Regions from separate parts of the Mus musculus genome. Here all the other regions are linked to region 1. A link is a contact called in public Hi-C and promoter capture Hi-C data. All regions are on one chromosome and are shown on one strand. The core of a region is the stretch at or near the end of the contact, and the rest is flanking DNA. Distances in the headings are between cores, read along the strand shown.

The links. Promoter capture Hi-C pulls out the DNA fragments that hold promoters and counts their contacts. Hi-C and Micro-C count contacts between places; a contact is called where the count stands out from the background.
Region 2: a promoter capture Hi-C map of embryonic stem cells shows a contact between it and region 1, with 2.2 times the contacts expected there. The contact joins the enhancer-like site here to the promoter of Kcp in region 1. A contact is called at or near these places in 10 of 39 promoter capture datasets (the HPC-7 cell line, cranial neural crest, embryonic stem cells and 3 more), 6 of 484 Hi-C or Micro-C datasets (the G1E-ER4 cell line, the HL-1 cell line, embryonic retina and 1 more), 3 of 115 datasets of contacts at active chromatin or transcription factors (embryonic stem cells and large pre-B cells) and 2 of 9 other capture datasets (embryonic stem cells and pancreatic islet).
Region 3: a contact with region 1 is called in a Hi-C map of liver, with 2.5 times the contacts expected there. The contact joins the enhancer-like site here to the promoter of Kcp in region 1. A contact is called at or near these places in 13 of 39 promoter capture datasets (the C10 cell line, the HPC-7 cell line, cranial neural crest and 8 more), 4 of 15 datasets of contacts at CTCF or cohesin (CD8 T cells, the G1E-ER4 cell line, the NIH/3T3 cell line and 1 more), 42 of 484 Hi-C or Micro-C datasets (the AML12 cell line, the AtT-20 cell line, B cells and 25 more), 5 of 115 datasets of contacts at active chromatin or transcription factors (CD8 T cells, embryonic stem cells and stem cell-derived neural progenitor cells) and 3 of 9 other capture datasets (adipose tissue, liver and pancreatic islet).

What each region holds. Positions count from the first base shown.
Region 1 is chr6:29,506,626-29,509,233 of GRCm38.p6, forward strand. Kcp (kielin/chordin-like protein) reads right to left here and starts at 1,327. Exons shown (of 38, transcript NM_001029985.4): 1 at 1,232-1,327. The coding sequence starts at 1,301. Gm26627 (a long non-coding RNA gene) reads left to right here and starts at 547. Exons shown (of 3, transcript XR_868831.3): 1 at 547-1,326; 2 at 1,814-2,262.
Region 2 is chr6:29,307,280-29,309,887 of GRCm38.p6, forward strand. No RefSeq gene overlaps it. Among named protein-coding and RNA genes, the nearest start is that of Fam71f1, 11 kb to the right of the region's middle. Within about 2 kb of position 1,307, at least 27 of the 459 cell types and tissues checked have an H3K27ac peak or open chromatin away from gene starts, as enhancers often do. A contact at or near this core is called in the HL-1 cell line, embryonic stem cells and trophoblast stem cells, where this site is marked.
Region 3 is chr6:29,659,570-29,662,177 of GRCm38.p6, forward strand. No RefSeq gene overlaps it. Among named protein-coding and RNA genes, the nearest start is that of Gm30896, 15 kb to the right of the region's middle. Within about 2 kb of position 1,287, at least 19 of the 459 cell types and tissues checked have an H3K27ac peak or open chromatin away from gene starts, as enhancers often do. A contact at or near this core is called in liver and pancreatic islet, where this site is marked.

The DNA of each region.
Region 1 (2,608 bases), core at 77-2,576:
AAGAAAGGGGCTGAAGGAGATGTCTGGCCTTTCTTTCTCACAGCGGCAACTCAATCAGGAAGAGCTGGAGTAACTGAAAGTCTTTCTCCCAGGGACACTAGGCCTGCGAAGCAGGGGGATGTCACCTGCTCCTTTCTTTCTACTGTCACCATAAAGAGGAGGACGTTCCAGCCCAATTTCCGGGGCTCAATAAATGCCACCCCAACTCTGGGGTTCAGTGCTACTCTCCGGTATCCCTTAGTTCCCACCAGTCTCTGGTTTCCCTCAGTTGTCTCATAATCCACGGCCTCCCCCACCCCCACCCCCATCCCACTGTCTTCACAGAAGCTGAAGAGAAAGTCTCCTACTGCAGTCTGTCCTCTCTCCACAGCACAAGGCGCCAAGCAGCAAGTTAAGACTTCATCTGTCACCACAGCACTGCCCAGCTTTCCACCCCACCGCCATACAGCTCTCCCCACCACAGGTCCCAGCCGGTCTACCTTCACACCACCAGCATCCCATGCATTCTGTTCTCACCTTGTCCCCAGAAATTGGCACTGTCTTGACATGGTCTCCCTGCCCAACTTCCATCCACAAGGATGATGCTCGCGGGCGGGGTCTCAGTATCTGAAACCCCAAGCGTGACCTCCTCTAGCGACCCAACCCTTAAAGCCCCAGCACCCAACCAGCTCCTCCCGCTTTGCTTAAGCAGGCACAACGGAGGGGGCCGAGGAGCCATTCAGGGTGTCCTCTTGGATCCCCAGCTGAAGACAGGCTCAGTCCCTTTTCCTGGAAGATCTGCAGAAAGTCCTGGAAGTGGCACGAATCTGGTTGCTCCCCAGAAACTGTCTTCAGGTTTCCCCTTACCCTCCTCCTACTCTGCTTTTGCAGAGACCAACCATAAGTGCAAGCCGGACAGGACTAAGTCATTTCCCACAGAGAGCGCTCCCCTCCCCCTCTCCTCAATACAAATAATTAACTTCAGATACTCAGATGCCAGGACAGCCTCTGCTTCACCGCTACTTAGGACTCCTTGGCAGGGACCACAGAAGGACCCGGCCCAGTTCAGCAATCCCTGTCTGGCCGCCCTGCCCCCACCCTGCTCGCCCACCGACGGGGAGGACGGAGAGAGAGCACCAAGGCCGGCCAGCGACGCGCAACCCAGGCGGGGATGGAGAAGTGGTCTGGCCCGGTCCGACGGTCTGCTGGGCTGAGCCATAAGTTGGGGCACACCCAGGACGCTCCGACTCACCCCGCGCGGCCAGCGCCAGGCTCCCGAGGTGCAGGAGCAGTGGTAGCAACGCCGCCCGAGCCCCCGCCATGCTCGCTCGACCCGCCTCGCTTTAGGTCTGTGCTCAGCCGGCGCTGCGGGAGGCGGGGTGCGGAGACTCAAGCCGCCGCCCACCCAGTCTTTGTTCAGGGAGGGCTCCGCGGTTCTCCGCCCCTTGGTGCCCGCTCCCCTATCGCACCTAGGGCTTCTCACCCCACCCCACCCCAATCCACCCCACCCCACCCCGTTCCCCTGAGGATCCTGACCCATAGCAGTCTTCCAAGCTCTGCAGGAAGTTGGGTGCGGGGTAAGCGACCAGGAGCAACCATGTCCCTGCCCTTTGGGGTTGCTCATCCTCTAGGGGGTCCCAGTGACAGTCCCAGTGACTTTACTTCCACCTCATGGGCTTATGGGAACAGAAGGCTGAGCTGGACTGAAAACCCTCTGCAAGGGGCTGGAGAGATGGTTCAGTGGTTAAGAGCATTTGCTGCTCTTGTAGAGGACTTGAGTTCCGTTCATAGCACCCACGTGGCTGCTCACCATCATCTATAATTTCTATTTCAGGGAATCCAACGCCCACCTCTGACCTCCCCAGCACCAGGCACGTATGTGATGTATGTTAACATAGTTCTCTCTCGTCCTTGCTTGCTTCCTTCCTTCCTTCCTTCCTTTCTCTCTTTCTTTCCTTCTTTCTTTTGTTCTGTTTTATTGGGCTCGTATACCTGTTTCCCTTCCAACCTTTGCTCCACCCTAATCCCGTCTAAGCCCCCCAAACTAAATATATAACCCCTAACTTCCCGCAGGGCCTCTGTTATCCCGTTTATAAGCAGTGGAACCAGCATCCACAGTACAGTGAGCAGCAGACAAAGTCACCTAAATTAAGAATCCAGGGAGCTGAACTGCAAGAAGCCTGCTATGGAAATTGGTGTGGTGGCATACACCCGCAATGCCAGCTTTCCCAGTTGAAGCAAGGAGATGGGAGGATTCAAGGCCACCATAAGCTACAAGAGCAGGTTTGAGACCAGCCTGGGATATGTGAATGAAATCTTAAATGAAACACAAACACACACACACACACACACACACACTGGGAGGGGAGGGGTTGTCAGATGGTAAGAACTCAGAACAAACAACAGTCAGTGTTGATTAAAAGCACCCACTCTTCACTTCCACATCTCTCTCCTGGAGCCCACCGACCACATCTACACCAGATGCAGGCCAAATGCCCAGCCTCCCTTCTCTGGCTGGCTGGGCTCCTTTTCCAAAGTCTGGACTCAGGGCTCAGCAGGAGTAGGAAGCCCTGGGCTTACTTCAGGGGAGGAGCCCAAAGTGAGGAAATAGGAAAATGGTCCAGAGCCT
Region 2 (2,608 bases), core at 57-2,556, 200 kb before region 1:
CACACACATGCACAAAGATAAACAAATGTTCAAAAAGGATGTGTTGTATCCCACAAAGAGTGAGTTTCACTGTATATAAAGGGAAGAAAAAAAAAAGTCTGTCTTACCTGGATTGTGAGGTAAGCCAGGGTGTGACTTTTGACAAATGAATGACATCAAGGAAAGTGGAGAAGAAGAAAGCCAACCCGAGTGACTTTGGGAAACAGTGTACTGACTGGGTAGCTACCAAAAGAAGTATCTGGAAACTTTGTGCTTTAGTTGATAATTTGTTTCTTATGGGGTATGAGTAAGCAATTCTGGGACTCCTTTATATCAGAGTTCAACAATGTTCATAGATTGCGGAGAACTCCCATGTTGGAGAAAGAAGGGACATCTCTCTACACAGAATCAGCTGTCTTGATTTCTGTCTTCTTTCGCTTCATGTGTTGCTCAAATCAACAACCATGTTCCTGTTTGTTTCCGAATGGGATTCACTGTGGATGAAACAGTCTATTAGCTCATCTGTCCAAAGACATCTGGGCTGTTTCCAGTTTGGGTGATAAGTTGCTATGAACACTTCCATTCATAAATATTCATAGCAGTTTGTAACATTTTAAAGTCTACGTTTAATGATGGTTCTTAAACACTTTAACCTCCCTTATAGCCCAGCACCCACCAGAGGTAGTGGAAAACAAAAGGATATGGGGAAAGCGGTCCTGTTTAGAAAGGTTCTTTGGAGCAACTCCTGTCTGTGTTGTCAGGAAATGAGTAGTTTAGTTCACAGGTTAGCAGTGGCAGTTCGATTCACTCGTAAACATTTCATGGATTCACCAGCAGTTCAGTTTGGTAAAGTTGGGATAGCAAACACAAATTGCAGTGGTGACACTACACAGCAGAGATGGCCAGGCCTCAGCCTCCTTACTGCCACACCCACTCCAGTAGTGACTCTCATGACAGGCCCAAAAGCCTGGACGTAGTCCTGAGGTGAAAATTTCATGGAAACTTAGTCTCCTGGAACCGTGGCATCCTGTAAAATGAACGCTCCAAATCTGTCCTTGCCTTAGTCGGTGAACGGATCTGTGTGCTTTCCCTCAGTATTGTTTTATTATAAGTGACTTTAAGGATTGATTTTGACATATAGCTAAGTTAGATTAGCCTCCACCAGTGTTCCAATGTCCTAGGTAGTCCTTGAGCCAACCCTGGGCTTGGAATTCAGTAAGAATGTTACCTATTCAGTAACATTCAGAATTGCTTCTAGTACTGTAAGGGAGACAGTGAAAGAAATCAGGCATTACGATTCACTAGAATAGAGCTAATAATCTCAGGACTAGTCTACATAATACTTAGAACAATAGATAGCTGAGTCACTCCCATACACAGGAATTTACAATGGCCTAGGAAGAAGGTGGGTTGTGGTTTTAGGAGGAACTGAAGTATTATTCATGAAAGGGTCAGTAGAACGGAATTCCCCTGGTGCATGTTTTTCACTAGGCCCAGAGGAATATCGTATACTAAGGGACCCCTAGTGATGGGTTTAACAGTAGACTAGCATTGCATCAGACGAATCACCTGGCTCCTGTGTTTAGCTGATTTTTTTTTTTCCTCGAGACAGGGTTTCTCTGTGTAGTCCTGGCTGTCCTGGAACTCACTCTGTAGACCAGGCTGGCCTCAAACTCAGAAATCCGCCTGCCTCTGCCTCCCAAGTGCTGGGATTAAAGGCGTGTTTAGCTGATCTTAAGGGCTGTTCCTATCTCAGTTGTAAACACTGCCTGGCTCCCCCCTCCCCCAGCTTTTTATGTATGCATTTTCTTTGTTTTGTGTAAAGTACCATAATGCATCTCAATGTACCTAGGCAGATGTATTCACCTACCTTTCTGGTTTTTCTTCTGTATTATAAGACTGATGCTCACTTTGAAATTACATTCAGATACAGCACACTCCCTTGTGTCCGTATTTGTTTGTCACTTTTTGCTGACTCCTGCCCACCTGTACCACTCCCTCGAATTGAGGGGGGGGCCCGACTGAGGGCAGTTCGCGGCATGTACTAGTCAGCCGGAGGGACCAAGGTCAACGGGAACTCCAGGAGAAGTTCTCTGCTGTGCCTCAGCCGTTAGTTCTATAAGCAAGCTTAGCTCAGCCTCCGTCACTGTCGACTGAGTCTTTTTTATATTCCCTTCAAACATCACGTGTCCTCCACTTGTCTTACCTCAGCACGTGTCTTGTCTCAGCTGACAGCACTCTGCCAATCAGCCTAAGTTCACAGAAGCAGCAAGAAATTGTAGCACACTACCAGAAACTTTTTGGTGTGTTTCTTTTTATGGAATCCCGAAAAATGCAGCTCAACTACGCAATGTAAGGCGAACCAATAATACATGTGTGTCGTTAGTGAAGGATCCTTTATCTCGTGTCCTTTCCCATGCTTGCTTTAGCAGAACATCCTCTCTCCTGTGTCTGCTTCAGCCAAATGTTCTTTTATGAGTCTGTCAGAGCCTTTCACCTGTGTCCACTTCAGCTAAATGTTCCTTCACATGTTTGCCCCAGCAAAACACCATCCAGCTGACTTTCCAAGAACCCTTACGTTTCCACTTCAGAAGCTGTTTTTTTCACATTCCCACTCTCACCCTGCCCC
Region 3 (2,608 bases), core at 37-2,536, 150 kb after region 1:
GATGCAACTGTATTAATTCCTGTGTGTCCAATATGGCGCCATTCACAGCTCATGCAGATATAAAGCATGGTAAGAAATGACTGTATCTCATGAAAGAGAGCAAATACACCGAATAGAGCCAAATCAGTGCAGAAGAGAGGGGTTTCAGTGCTGAGCTGAGACACCCCAAACTCCCAGCGGAAGCAGGAGAATAGGGAAGGCTTCAGTGAGAATGTTTTCAGAGGAGACATAATTAGCAGTGTATCTCTGGATGTGTTTGATGCAGAAAATAAGAGGAACTAGAGAATTATAGTCTCTCTTTTTTATACTCTTCTATGTTTAAGACTCTGTGCTTATATAAGACTCTGAAGAGCCTTAGCTTACCCGGGACCCCCTGAGTGAACGATGCAGAGCCAGAATCGATGCAAAAAGCAAGAGGAATTTATTGTTCCAATGCACTGGGGTTAGCCCACACCTGAAGGAGAGGAGGCAAGTTCTGGCAAGTTTTTATATGGTTTCCAGGGATAGAATAAAGCATCAGCAACTAGGCAAAATATGATTGGTGGATCAGTGCTTTAAACTGATTGGTCTTTAGGGAATGAGGTAGTAGGGGCTTACTCAACATCTCCCTTCTGGCCTATGTGCTCTCTGACCTGTCTCTTCCAGGAAGGTGTGTGTGAGTGTGTGTGTGTGTGTGTGTGTGTGTGTGTGTGTGTGTGTGTATGTCCGATGGAATTTTCTAATGGCTGAGCTGACCTCTTCAATAACATGACATAGTGGCACATGCCTTTAGTCCCAGCACTTGGGAAGCAGAGGCAGGCAGATCTTTGTGAGTTCAAGGCCAGCCTGGTCTACATAGTGAGTTTAGGACAGCCAAAGGTACATACACCCTGTCTCAAAGAAAGAAAGAAAGAAAGAAAGAAAGAAAGAAAGAAAGAAAGAAAGAAAGAAAGAAAGGAAGGAAGGAAGGAAGGAAAGGAAGGAAGAAAGAAAGGAGTCTGTGCTGATAGATACCAGACTAGAGGGACAAAGTTGATTGTATCCTGTCCAAGTGGGTCACCAGCAGCTCAGTCCCATTACAGGGAGGCAACTGGAGGCAGGTTAAAAGTTGTACCAACCCCCACCCCTATTTTTCTCATTCATCTGCTCGCTGCATTCTATCCATTGGACTGGTTTCTCTCTGCCCTGCGGCGGCATCTTTTAGGCCAGGATCGAGGTTCTCCCAGTTTTTGGCCTTGGGCTAACTGCCTCGTTAGAGCTTTTAAACTGCTGCTGCTCCTGTAAAGGCCTTTGAGGCACATTAACTTCGTAGTCAGTTACTCAGTAACTCGCTGCAGTTCCCAGCCATGCGGAAAGGAAAGGAAAGGCCTTACAGACACTCTGCATTCGCTTCGCTTCACTAACAGCGCTGGAAGAAAGCCTCTTTCTAAAGGTGAATTCCAGTAGGAACAGCCAACCTGAAGCAACAATCTGAACCTACAGGGAAGCTCTGTTCCCCCTCCCTCTCCCCTCCCCTCCCCTTCCCTTCACCCTCCCCTTTCTCCAGCCCCAGGCCCAAGTTCACAAAATCCCATCCCCACCTCCCATCCCCTGGCCCAGCACTGCACCAAAGACTCTGCAATTTCAAGTTTACTCTTTTTTTTTATATATTTATTTATTTATTTATTTATTATTTATATGAGTACACTGCAGCTGTCTTCTGATATACACCAGAATAGTGTGTTGGATCCCATGACAGATGGTTGTGAGCCACCCTGTGGTGGCTGGGATTTGAACTCAGGACCTCTGGAAGAGCAGTCAGTGCTCTTTTTTTTTTTTTTAAAGATTTATTTATTTATTATATGTAAGTACATTGTAGCTGTCTTCAGACATTCCAGAAGAGGGAGTCAAATCTCGTTACGGATGGTTGTGAGCCACCATGTGGTTGCTGGGATTTGAACTTTGGACCTTTGGAAGAGCAGTCGGGTGCTCTTACCCACTGAGCCATCTCACCAGCCCCGCAGTCAGTGCTCTTAACCACTGAGCTATCTCTCCAGCCCTCAAGTTTTCTCTTAATGTACTTTCCCCCCTCTAAATGCTTTACTTTAGGGACAAGGAAAATCAGAAGAATTTCTGTTTTCCAGCCCCACAAGGAAACTCTGAACTGGCTTGTGCCCCTCCTGTAACCAGAATGAATCCCTCTGCTGGATGGGGCTGTGGGGGATTATTTTAAAAAGGACCCCGGTAAACATCCTTTTGCCCAGCAAGGCAAGAGTGAGCCTTCTTTCCATGGAACTTCATTATCTAGCTCCAAAAGTGACCTGTATGCAAATTTCCAGGAAGGCAAAGCTTACTGATTTCATAGCAGACTTAGCTGAGAAGGTGGCCCCAGGAAAGTAATAGCACCATGCACGTGCCCAGCAGGTAGCTCTCAACCCTAGCTTGGCATGAGAATTGTTATCACAAACATTTTTGTCTGTGACAGTGGGCTCAAACCCAGGGTTTCATGCATGCTCGGCAAGTGCGGGATACACTAAACCTTTGTACCTTAGAATTATTAGAAGACTGATTTTGTTTCCTTTTATATTTTGAGTCAGGGTCTCCTGTAGCTCAGTCTGTCCTCCAACTCCCTATGTAGCCCAGGGTGTGT